Regions from separate parts of the Sus scrofa genome. Here region 1 is linked to region 2. A link is a contact called in public HiChIP or PLAC-seq data. All regions are on one chromosome and are shown on one strand. The core of a region is the stretch at or near the end of the contact, and the rest is flanking DNA. Distances in the headings are between cores, read along the strand shown.

Region 1 (5,643 bases), core at 1,497-3,996, 160 kb after region 2:
GGACGCTTGTGAGAGATACAAGTGGGCAGGCAAGGAGGCTCTGCCCCATCTTGGCATTCCATGCAAATGGGGAGCTCTCCTTCGAGAGTAGCCCAGAACACTTGGGCTCAGGGAGCAATGAGAGAACGTTGAATAAGCAGGACAGCCTAAGATCAGGCTTAGCCTCAGACCTTCCTATAGGCATTTGGGTACCAGTGGGAATTTTGTGTTGAGGGATGGGTAACATGAGGCCAGTATCTGAGGACAGTGACGGTGGCCACATTAGCTATGGTCTAGCGGACCAAGGAGGCACTAAAGACAAAGGGACCAGTTAGGAGGCTGTTGAAGTTCCAGACTCGAACAGAGATGCCTTGAGCTGTTGGTTTCCAAGCAGCTTACCTAACCTCTCCAGGCTCAGCCGTATCCCGTTTAGACCTGCTCGTGTGACTCTGTGTCACACTGGCGTCTGTATCTCTATTACAGCACGCTCCCACGGGCGGGCCGGTACCCCTTTAACAGGCGGCTTCCCAGAAGGCAAAAGCCTCACCTGTAGTGTCTTGTCAGTTTCCATGGTAGAAATACTCCCACCGTGGCCTCTGTGATGCTCCCAGCCCACGTCACCGGACACGGAGCTGGGAAGATGCACAGTAAGCATCATCACGTGGCCTTCCTGCCAAGTAGACGCAGCCGACGGAACTAGCCTCGAGCGGAGATCATAAAACGTGGGAAATAATTAGGACAAGATGAGTTGGAGTATTTATCACTTTTCCTTTTGATACACTTTCTTTATTTGGAAGTTCATGTAACTTCATTTGTAATAATGGCTGTTTAAGACTCAGCCGACAGCATTCCAGAAAATGTACCATTGTTTTGGTGCATGGGTACCAGCCGGCTCTAACACCGGCTCCGTTAGCACGCCCTGGAGCAAGATCTTGGTTTTCGTTCGTGACATGTCTCTTCCACCGTATTGTGAGTTTCCTGAGGGCGAGGACTATTTACCCCTGTGACCTGCTCCTCCCACAGAGTGTCTGGCATATTATAGGTACTCAGTGAATATTTACTGACTTAGTGTGTTTGGAATAAAAAAAAAAAAAAAAAATTCACTTTTTTTTTTGTCTTCAAAGTGCCTTTTTAAAAAAGATTCCTGAGGACCATTCAGACAAGTGGAAACAAATACCAAACTGTGAAAATGTCAAAACGACCCATTGTGTCTTTCCTCAAAATGTTTTCACGAAAGGAATTTTCTTCATCCGTGTCCAAGCATCTAATGGAAATAGCACATCTCTTTGGTCCGAAGAGAAGAGATTTAATACTGAAATGCAAAGTAAGCTGATAGTTTTCATCTTTCCATGGTAATCATGGTAATTCTCCAATTTGCTGTAAATTCTTTTTTTTTAAAAACAAAAAGGTGGTCTAATTTGAACTTTGTGTCTTTACACATTTCTCCTAGCTATCCTGTTTCCTCCCGTCATCAACATGAAACCCATAAATGATGCTTCACTGCGTGTCGGTATCGGTGCTCCGAAAGAATCTGAGGACAAGTCTGTGAACCAGCTTTACCCACTAATTTATGAAGTTATTTTTAGAGAAAACACTTCAGATACTGAGGTATCATAAAGACTGTGTGGTATACGCTTGTAATTCAGAGTTACAACTGTGATTTGGGTAAACACAGCTCAAAGTTAAGATTTTAGGGAAATTTTTAAACTTGAAGGCTATGTGAGGAGTTCCCGTTGTGGCTCAGCGGGTTAAGAACCCCACATCGTGTCCGTGAGGACACGGGTCTGATCCCTGTCCTTGTTCCGTGGCTTAAGGATGCAGCGTTGCCATGAGCTATGGTGTAGGTTGCAGACACGGCTCGGAGCTGGCGTTGCTGTGGCTGTGTAACCTTCGGCAAAGTGCTTGCCCTCTGAGGCTGTTTGAATACTCATTGCATATCAGGTACTATGCTAAGTATTTTATATGAATGGTCCCAATCATTCTTTAAAACAACCCTGCCGGTTTGATCTGTTAAATTGCTCTTCTGCAAATTCGTAGAATGGAGTGTTCCTTTCTGCTTCACGGATGCCAGGCTGTAGACAGTGGACCGTGACGTGCACCTGTGTGGCTTGTTTCTGTGCTTCTCCCATTTGCCGAGAGGAAAGGAAGCACCAGGTCTCTGGTCCAGGGCAGAGGAGAGACTGTGGAGCAGACCTGAACTTGACCCACAGTCTCAGCGAGGGCTCCCCAGCCCACTGGGACACTCACCAGGGAGAAAAATAAATATGTTGTGAGCCGCAGGCTGTTTTGTTACACAACATTTCCCAACATTATTTTGTTGTAATGTTTTCTTACACAACGTTATTGTGGCAATAGCTGACTAATACAAACAAGAAGTCATAGTTGTCCTTATTGTACAGACCTGGAAATAGGGCCCAGAGGAATTAAATACCTCGCATAAAGCCTCTTAGCTCTAAATGATATTTTGATTCAGGCAGTTTGAGGCCAGAACCCCTGCTCTTAATTATTCTGCCACTAAGCAGAGGGAATACAATGGCAATCAAACCAAATCAGGGGTTCCCATTGTGGCTCAGGAGAAACGAATCCGATGAGGAGTCATGAGGTTGCAGGTTCGACCCCTGGCTCGCTCAGTGTGTTAAGAATCTGGCATTGCCATGAGCTGTGATGTAGTTGGCAGATGCAGCTTGGATCCTCTGATGCTGTGGCTGTGGCATAGGCCGGTGGCTGCAGCTCTGATTTGACCCCTAGCCTGGGAACTTCCATATGCAGTGGGTGTGGCCTTAAAATGAAGAAGAAAAAAAACACACACAAATGAGCGTGTTACTGATAAACAAGCTGTCTTAGGAAATGCTGTATTCTTTTTTTTACAGTAGCTTTTTTTTTTCTACCATCTTCATGGTATGGGGGTGTTCCTGGGCTGGGAATCAAACCCTCACCACAGCAGTGACCCAGGCTACTAGAGTGACAAGGCCGGATCCTTGCACCACAAGGGATCGCCAGCATTTTTAACTTTTTTTTTTTTTTAGTCTTTTTACTATTTCTTTGGGCCGCTCCCGCGGCATATGGAGGTTCCCAGGCTAGGGGTCGAATCGAGCTGTAGCCACTGCCCTACGTCAGAGCCACAGCAATGCGGGATCCAAGCCGCGTCTGCGACCTACACCACAGCTCACGGCAACGCCGGATCGTTAACCCACTGAGCAAGGGCAGGGACCGAACCCGCAACCTCATGGTTCCTAGTTGGATTTGTTAACCACTGCGCCACGATGGGAACTCCCAGCATTTTTAACTTTTAAGTTTGGTTATCGTGTTGTCCAAAAAAATTTCTATGTCTTAAACATATAGCAACTAAGCATTTGGGAGAGGCCAATCTCAGATTGACTATTTAAAGAATTCAGAAAATTGGGAATTCCCCGTCATGGTACAGTGGAAACAAATCCAACAGGAACCATGAGGTTGTAGGTTCGATCCCTGGCCTCGCTCAGTGGGTTGAGGATCGGCGTGGCTGGGGCTGTGGTGTAGGCCGGCAGCTGCAGCTCCACTGAGACCCTTAGCCTGGGAACCTCCATGTGTACGGGTGCACCCCTTCAAAAAAAAAAAAAAAAAAGAGAATTCAGAAAATAAATACTCGCTATATGATTTCACAGGTACTAAACGTTCTCAATGACTTATTTTTTTATAGAGAGACGTTCTAGAGAAGAGAACGGATTTTACTTTCTCTAACTTGAAACCACTGACTGTGTATTGTGTCAAAGCCAGAGCACTCATCGAGAATGACAGGTGGAATAGAAGCAGTGTTTTTAGTGACACTGTGTGCGAGAAAACCAAACCAGGTCAGAGCCTCTTGTCGTATCTTTTCTTTTTTCGTGTAATGAAACAATAAAATTGTGAAATACTTCCTTTTTACCATAAAAATAGAATATCTTCTCTGTGAGCTGTGTGTCAAAAGTGGACCTTTGCGCCAAGGCTGTCGATCGTTTTAGAAAATATTTTCGATACCTTCGTTCAGTGGTTCTTGCACGCTCTATATTTCACGCATATCCACATGATGGTCTTTCATTAAAATAGTTAATGATGGAGGTCCCGTCGTGGCCCAGTGGTTAACGAATCCGACTGGGAACCGTGAGGTTGCAGGTTCGATCCCTGGTCTCACTCAGTGGGTTGAGGATCCGGTGTTGCCACGAGCTGTGGCGTAGGTCGCAGACGAGGCTCGGATCCCGAGTTGCTGTGGCCCTGGTGTAGGCCTACAGCTACAACTCCAATTGGACCCCTAGCCTGGGAACCTCTATATGCCACGGGAGCAGCCCTTGAAAAGGCAAAAAGACACACACAAAAAGCTAATGATAATGATAATTTTCATATAATCCCTAATGTAATCGTCATGTGGAAATCCCTTAATTAGTCCAGTTGTGGGTTTTGGTGTGTGAGAAGGGTTTAGACCTGCTCTGTATGTGACGGTGCCTCGTGTTGACTTGGAACGCTCAGTCTCAGAGTGTTGGAAGCTGTGCTGGCTGGGTGTGACCGAGGCACTGGTGGACACTTTGCATGGGCAGAGCTCCCCATCAGTATCAAATCCTTCGGGGAGGGTGTCTTATTTCACTTCCCAGGCCACTCTTTAAATGCCAGTGCTATTGCTCACCGCTTTTGTATGTTCAGTGCTTCCAGCAGTGTTTCTAAGGGCAGTATTTTATGTCTCTTTCCTTTCGCATGGCTATATTTCGTTCACAAAAACTGTCAGCCTTCTTCAGGGATGTGTGTGTCAGAACTTATACTGAGGGAGCTCCCTTCATGGCTCAGTGGTTAACGAACCTGACCTGGATGCATGAGGATGCAGGTTCAATCCCTGGCCTCGCTCAGTGGGTTTGAGGATCTGGCATTGCCGTGAGCTGTGGTGTAGGTCACAGACACAGCTCGGATCCTGTATTGCTGTGGCTGTGGCTGTGGTGTAGGCTGGCAGCTACAGCTCCGATTTGACCCCTAGCCTGGAAACTTCTGTATGCCACAGATGCAGCCCTAAAAAGCAAAAAAAAAAAAGCACCTATATTGATGCTAAACACCGTTTGTTTGTTTTTAGGAAGCACTTCCCAAGCCTGGCTTATAGCTGGAATTCTCTCGGCGATACTTTTGTTCCCTGCTGTTTTTTATGGTGTGAAAGTCGTCTCGCGATGTATCAATTATGTGTTCTTCCCATCAAGTAAACCTCCTTCCACTATAGATGAGGTTCGTTACTTTGCTTTATCAATAGCCAGCTGGGTTTTTCTGAAAATGACTGGGGAATACCTGTGATTTCAACAGAGTGTAAATTGTTTTCTTGATACTCAGAAAATAATGCAGACTGATTCGGAGGTTTTTCCGTCAGCAAGCTGACTTTAGAAACAGCCATCTAGGAGTTCCCGTCATGGCACAGCAGACATGAATCCAACTAGGAACCTTGAGGTTGCGGGTTTGATCCCTGGCCTTGCTCAGTGGGTTAAGGATCTGGCGTCGCCGTGAGCTGTGGTGTAGGTTGCAGACGCGGCTCGGATCCTGTATTGCTGTGGCTGTGGCTGTGGTGTAGGCGGGGCAGCTGCAGCTCTGATTAGACCCCTAGCCTGGGAACCTCCATATGCTGAGGGTGCACCTCTAAAAAGCAAAAAAGAAAAAAAAAGGAAAAAAAAAGATAAAACA
Region 2 (5,728 bases), core at 2,296-4,795:
ATATAATTAAAAAGTCAAATATTAAAGAGAGAATCTTAAAAGCAGCAAGAGAAAAACAACTTGTCACATACACGGGAACCCCTATAAGCCTATTAGCAGATTTCTCAGCCAAAACTTTGCAGGCCAGAAGGAAGCTGCATGACATCTTCAAAGCACTAAAAGGACAAAAAAATAAACTCCCAACCAAGGCTGCTCTTCCCAGCAAGGCTATTATTCAAAACTGAATGAGAGACAGAGTTTTCCAAACCAAAGCTAAAGGAGTTATTCACCACTAAACCAGCAGCTGAAAAGAAAGGGTACTAATTAGTAAGGAGAAAATATGAAAGTAAAACTCGCAATGGTAAAGGTAAATATATAGTAAAGGTAGTGGATTACTCACTTATAAAACTCGTATGAAAAGCCAAAAGTAGTAAAAATAACTCTTACTATAATAACTTGTTCAGGGATACACAAAATCAAAAGATGTAAAATGTGATATGGAAACCATGAAACGGTGGGATGGGAGGAGTAAAACCATAGGGTTTCAGAATTAATTCAAACTTAGCCTGCTATCAACTTAAAATAGACTGCTATATATACAGGCTGTTATATGTGACCCTCATGGTAACCCCAAAGCAAAAACCTATAATAGGCATTAAGAAAAACAGTGGGAAAGGAAATCTTATCAAATATCTTTTCTTTTCTTTCTTTCTTTTTACGGCTGCACCTACAGCATGTGGAAGTTCTCAGGATAGGGGTCGAATGGGAGCAGCAGCTGCAGGCCTATGCCACAGCTATGGCAACACCGGATTCAAGTTGCGTCCGCAAACCACACCACAGCTTGTAGCACTGCCAGATCCTTAACCCACCGAGCGAGGCCAGGGATTGAACCCACATCCTCAAAGAAATAATGTCAGGTCCTTAACCTAGTGAGCCAGTATGGGAACTCCATAAAAGGTATCTTTCCCAACAGCAATAGTATGCAATGAGCAATTAATTACAAGAAAAAAAAACTGGAGGAGTTCCCTGGTGGCCTAGCAGCTGAGAAAACAAGGTTGTCACTGCTGTGGCTCAGGTTTGATCCCTGGTCTGGGAACTTCATTTAGTCAGGTTTGTTAACCATTGAGCCATGACAGGAACTCCCAAAGAACACATTTGAAAGCACATATGAAACATTTGCAAAAATGCAGTCACAGAGAAACACTGAACAAATTTCAAAGAGTAGATAAAACACACACCAGACCGTCTAGCCACATGTAACTGAGATAGAAGCCAATATAAACAAAGGTATGTGCATATTTGCTGATGGGACTATAAACTTATGTAAGAGCATTGGGAAAAACTTTTGGTGTGTCCTCCTAAAGTGAAAAAGTCACATACCTAATGACTTGGCAGTTTCACTTCCAGAAACATACTTGAAGCTCTTGCACTTGTAAAACCAGCAAAATATACAGGAATGTGTATAGCAGGGTGGCTTTCAACAGCAAAAATCTAGAAATCGCATTCCCTTGTGGCTCAGTGGGTTAAGGACCCAGTGTTGCTATGAGCTGTGGGGTAGGTCACAGACATGGCTTAGATCTGGCATTGCTGTGGCTGTGGCATAGGCTGGCAGCTGCAGCTCCAGTTTGACCCCTAGTCAGGGAACTCCTAGCCCCATATGCCACAGATACAGCTCTAAAAATAATTAATTAAGTAAGTAAGTAAGTAATTTGGGCAGGATCAATATGGACCAGTGATGAGAGAACATCAAGAACTCAGGATTATGGTTGATTACTCCTCTTCTGTGTACCTGAAGTCTAGTTAAAAATGAAGAAGAAAAAAAATAGCTTTTAAATGAAAGATCCCATTACGGAATTGAAAAGTGTGTTCTTTCTAGGGCAGGAGAAGCAGTAGGGTTCTAGATAGCACCAAAAAGTGAGTCACTGATTTCTGCAGGGCAAACTCATCACCCTGGAAAACTCCCAAAATGTAAGTACATCTCTGAACGAAACAAAGTATGACTCTTCTCTCAATGTACACAGCAGTTAACATTCAATTATATTAAAACCATATACTGTCTAAGTCTGCTCAGGCTGCTCTAACAAAACACCATTGATCAAGTGGCTTAAATATTAATTGTTTATTTCTCATGGCTCTAGAGGCTACAAGTCCAAGATCCAGGCGCTGATCACTTTGGCTCCTGGGGAGCACTTCGGGAGCACTAAACCCATCCAGAGGGCTCAAGGCGTTTGTCTTGGAGTTTCTCACAGCTTTCTCTCTGCAGACACTGACCAAATTCCCCAAATAAGAAGTGTCCCCCAAAGATACTCCTGTTTCCCCATGACGCACCAAGACCTAGGATTGAGTCCAGGCACCTTGATCTGCCCTTGGCAGCCTCAGACGAACTACCTGCCTTCTTGGGCTACTCCCCTAGAAAAGCATGGTCTTTTGGGAATCCATCAGCTTCCCACGCACAGAGTTCTCCCTACAGATGGCCATGGGCCATTGGGAGACTTGGGGTCCATGAGAAGACAATGCAGTTGAGGGTTTTTTTTTAATTGATCTGTATTTATGTCCTAACTCACTGGATGATATATATTCATGAGTATGCACAATTAATTCATTGCCACAATACAAAGTCTCAAAAGACTTTAGGAGTCACATGGTCTATTAGCATGTTCTAGAAGAGAAAGCTGTCTCAGATCCTCTCATTTTTGTTTTGTTTCTGTTTTCTTTCCTTTCAAGCCCTGGTGGCACCCATTTCTCAAGCATGCTTGGGGTAGGATCTTAGCTCTCTTCAACTGCAGTGGCCGCAGATCCCTGGTGCCTAACACCCAAGAAGTCGTAGGGGTACGAGTATGGGTAGAAACAAGCCCTCAAGGGTGATGTTGGCTTAAAAACAGGGTGAAAAAGGAAGGAAATGAGTAATTCTGAGAATCAGAGGTGAGAAAAGAGAGTCATGTGCATGTGGCTTAGTTCCTGGGCTGAGGCTCAGGTGATGGAGATGGGCTTCTGTTTGCCTATCCCAAGGGGCCATAGATGCCAAGGCTGCAATGCCCTGAACTATTAATAGTGACAGCTTGCAGCTGAGTGCAAAGAAGCAGCCCGTTGCTTGCTCCATTTCCTCCACCTGCCTGGGCAAAGACGGCAGCTGTGCAAAGAGAGAGGCTAAATATTGTCAAACGATGGATTGGGATTTCTTGGTCCAGGGAGGAACTGACTCCCATATTCTCACACACTGCGAGTCAGAGGGAGAGCTCAGGGGCTATGCCAGGCACAGCCTTGAGAATCTCAGCCTGGTGCCACCAAGAGGAAGTTAGAGCTAAGTACTTGACCTCGGCAATAAACTTGACCCATGAGAGGTCATCTCATGCCAGAGTTGAGACCAGATCCAGTTCCTTGATTCCTAATTTGGCATTTTTCCACTAACCATTCCTGCCTTCCTGACCGCAGGAGAGTAGAGAGATGTAGGGCTGTGGATTTTAAGAAAAGAAGAATCGAACCCACACCAGTACTCTCTGCAGTCTTGAGAAATCTCTACACTGGGTCACCTCTCATCATGACACACAAGAGTATTCCACATTTAGAAACTCTTTCTCTATGAACCTCTTTCACGATCCTGCCCACACACATCATTTTCAGCAGATGACTTTGTCACATACTTCCTGCAAAAAGCAGAAGTTGTCAGAGAGTCTCTTTCCTTGCCTTCAAATCCACCCCCTCTTTCTGCCTTCCTTTCCCCTGCTACAAAGGACAAATTTCCTTTCTACCTAAGACCAGCCCCTACAGTGTGGCTGAATCCCCCTGCCCCATCTCAACACTTTCATTCACGCCTTTATCTCCTCTCTTCCCCACTTATCAATTTCTCTCTTGCTATAGAACAATCTCAGTAGACTATGACCTACCTGACAATCACCCATCTTAGAAATACCCACCCCTTCAACCAACAAGATACATGCCACCACCTAGAATGGCTAAAATTCAAAATGCTGATAGCACCAAATGCTGGTAAGGATGGAGAGAAGGGAGGACCCTCCCTCATTGCTGACGGGAATGAAAAATGGTGTGGCCACTTGGGAAGGCTATTGGGTGATTTCTTACAAAACTAAACATGACACTTAAAATATGATCCAACAATCACACTCTTTGATATCTACCCATGAGTTGAAAACACATTCACCAAAAAAAAAAAAAAAAAAAAAAAAACCCTGCATGAGGATGTTTGTAGCAGCTTTATTCATAATTGCCAAACCTTGGAAGCAACCAAGACATTTTTCAATGGGTGAATGGATAAACAATTTGCGGTATACCCATACAATGGAATATTCCTCAGCATGAAGAAGAAAGGCACTATCAAGCCACAAAAGACATGGAGAAAGCTTAAATGCATATTGCGAAGTGAAAGAAGCCAATCTGAAAAGGCTATGTACTGTATGGGTCCAACTATATGTCACGCCAAAAAAAGAAAAACTGTGGAGATGATAAGATAAATTAATTAATTCATTCATTAAAAAAATAAAAATAAAAAATCAGTGGTTGCCAGGAAGGGAAGAGAAAAATAAGGAGCAAACAGATGGAGCACAGGGCATTTTTAGAAATTACTCTGCATGATGCTATAAAGGTGAATACATAACATTGGTCAAAACTCATAGAATGTAACCCACACAAGCGAACCCTAGTGTAAACTGGGACTTTGGTTAATAATAATGTAACAACACTGGCTCACCAATGGTAACAAATGTACCACATGATTACAAGAAGTTACTAGAGGAGTTCCCATCGTGGCTCAGTGGTTAATGAGTCTGACTAAGAACCATGAGGTTGCGGATTCGATCCCTGGCCTTGCTCAGTGGGTTAAGGATCCGGTGTTGCCCTGAGCTGTGGTGTAGGTTGCAGACGCAGTTCGGATGCTGCGTTGCTGTGGCTCTGGCGTAGTCTTGGCAGCTACAGCTCCAATTAGACCTCTACCCTGGGAACCTCCATATGCCACAGGTTCGGCCCTAGCAGAGGCAAAAAGACAGGAAAAAAAAAAAAAAAAAGATGTTACTAGAAAACTGAAGGGAGGCATAAAATGAGAACTCTCTGTACTTTCCAATGTAATTTTTCTATAAATCTAAAACTGCCCTTAAAAATTGCCTATTAATTAAAAAATTAAAGATTGTCACTGACCCATGAATAACTGTGGCCCATCCTCCTCCCACCCCTTTCTCTGCCCACTTTCACAATAAAAACTTCAAAGTTGTTTTCCTCTCCCCCTATTTTTGTCCCTAACCCCCTCTCCCTGTATTGGTTTCCTCTCGCTGCTATAAGAAATTAGTACAATTTTAGCAGCTTAAAACAAATTTATGGAGTTTCCATTGTGGCTGAGACGATTAAGAACCTCTGAGTATCCACGAAGATGTGGGTTCAATTCCTGGCCTTGCTCAGTGGGTTAAGGATCCAGCATTGCCTCAAGCTGTGGTAAAGTTCGAAGATGCCGTTCAGATGCCATATTACTGTGGTCATGGCGTAAACCAGGAGCTGCAGCTCTGATTCCACCCCTAGCCTGGGAACTTCCATATGCCACAGAAAACAAACAAACAAAATTACCTTACAGTTTGGGAGATCAGTCCTAAGATGGAGGTGCCGGTAGAGTTGTGTGCCTTCTGGAGACTGTAGGGGGCTATCCATGTCCTTGCCTTTTCTAGCCTCTAAAGGCCACCTGCACCCATTGGTTCATGGCTCCTACCTGCCATCTTCAAGGTCAACAATGTAGCACCTCCCAAGGACT

What was found. HiChIP or PLAC-seq counts read pairs in DNA pulled down with a chosen protein or histone mark.
Region 1: an H3K27ac HiChIP or PLAC-seq map of alveolar macrophages shows a contact between it and region 2. The contact joins two enhancer-like sites. A contact is called at or near these places in 9 of 47 Hi-C or Micro-C datasets (blood, brain, embryonic fibroblasts and 3 more) and 2 of 2 datasets of contacts at active chromatin or transcription factors (alveolar macrophages and skeletal muscle).

The regions. Positions count from the first base shown.
Region 1 is chr13:196,942,100-196,947,742 of Sscrofa11.1, forward strand. It overlaps IFNAR1 (interferon (alpha, beta and omega) receptor 1), which reads left to right. Exons shown (of 11, transcript NM_213772.1): 7 at 1,104-1,303; 8 at 1,430-1,587; 9 at 3,659-3,809; 10 at 5,051-5,196. Among named protein-coding and RNA genes, the nearest start is that of IFNAR1, 19 kb to the left of the region's middle. Within about 2 kb of position 2,747, at least 2 of the 83 cell types and tissues checked have an H3K27ac peak or open chromatin away from gene starts, as enhancers often do. A contact at or near this core is called in alveolar macrophages, where this site is marked.
Region 2 is chr13:196,785,421-196,791,148 of Sscrofa11.1, forward strand. The region is part of intron 1 of IFNAR2 (interferon alpha and beta receptor subunit 2); the gene reads left to right. The region is part of intron 4 of LOC110256370 (40S ribosomal protein S2-like); the gene reads right to left. Among named protein-coding and RNA genes, the nearest start is that of IFNAR2, 22 kb to the left of the region's middle. Within about 2 kb of position 3,546, at least 14 of the 83 cell types and tissues checked have an H3K27ac peak or open chromatin away from gene starts, as enhancers often do. A contact at or near this core is called in alveolar macrophages, where this site is marked.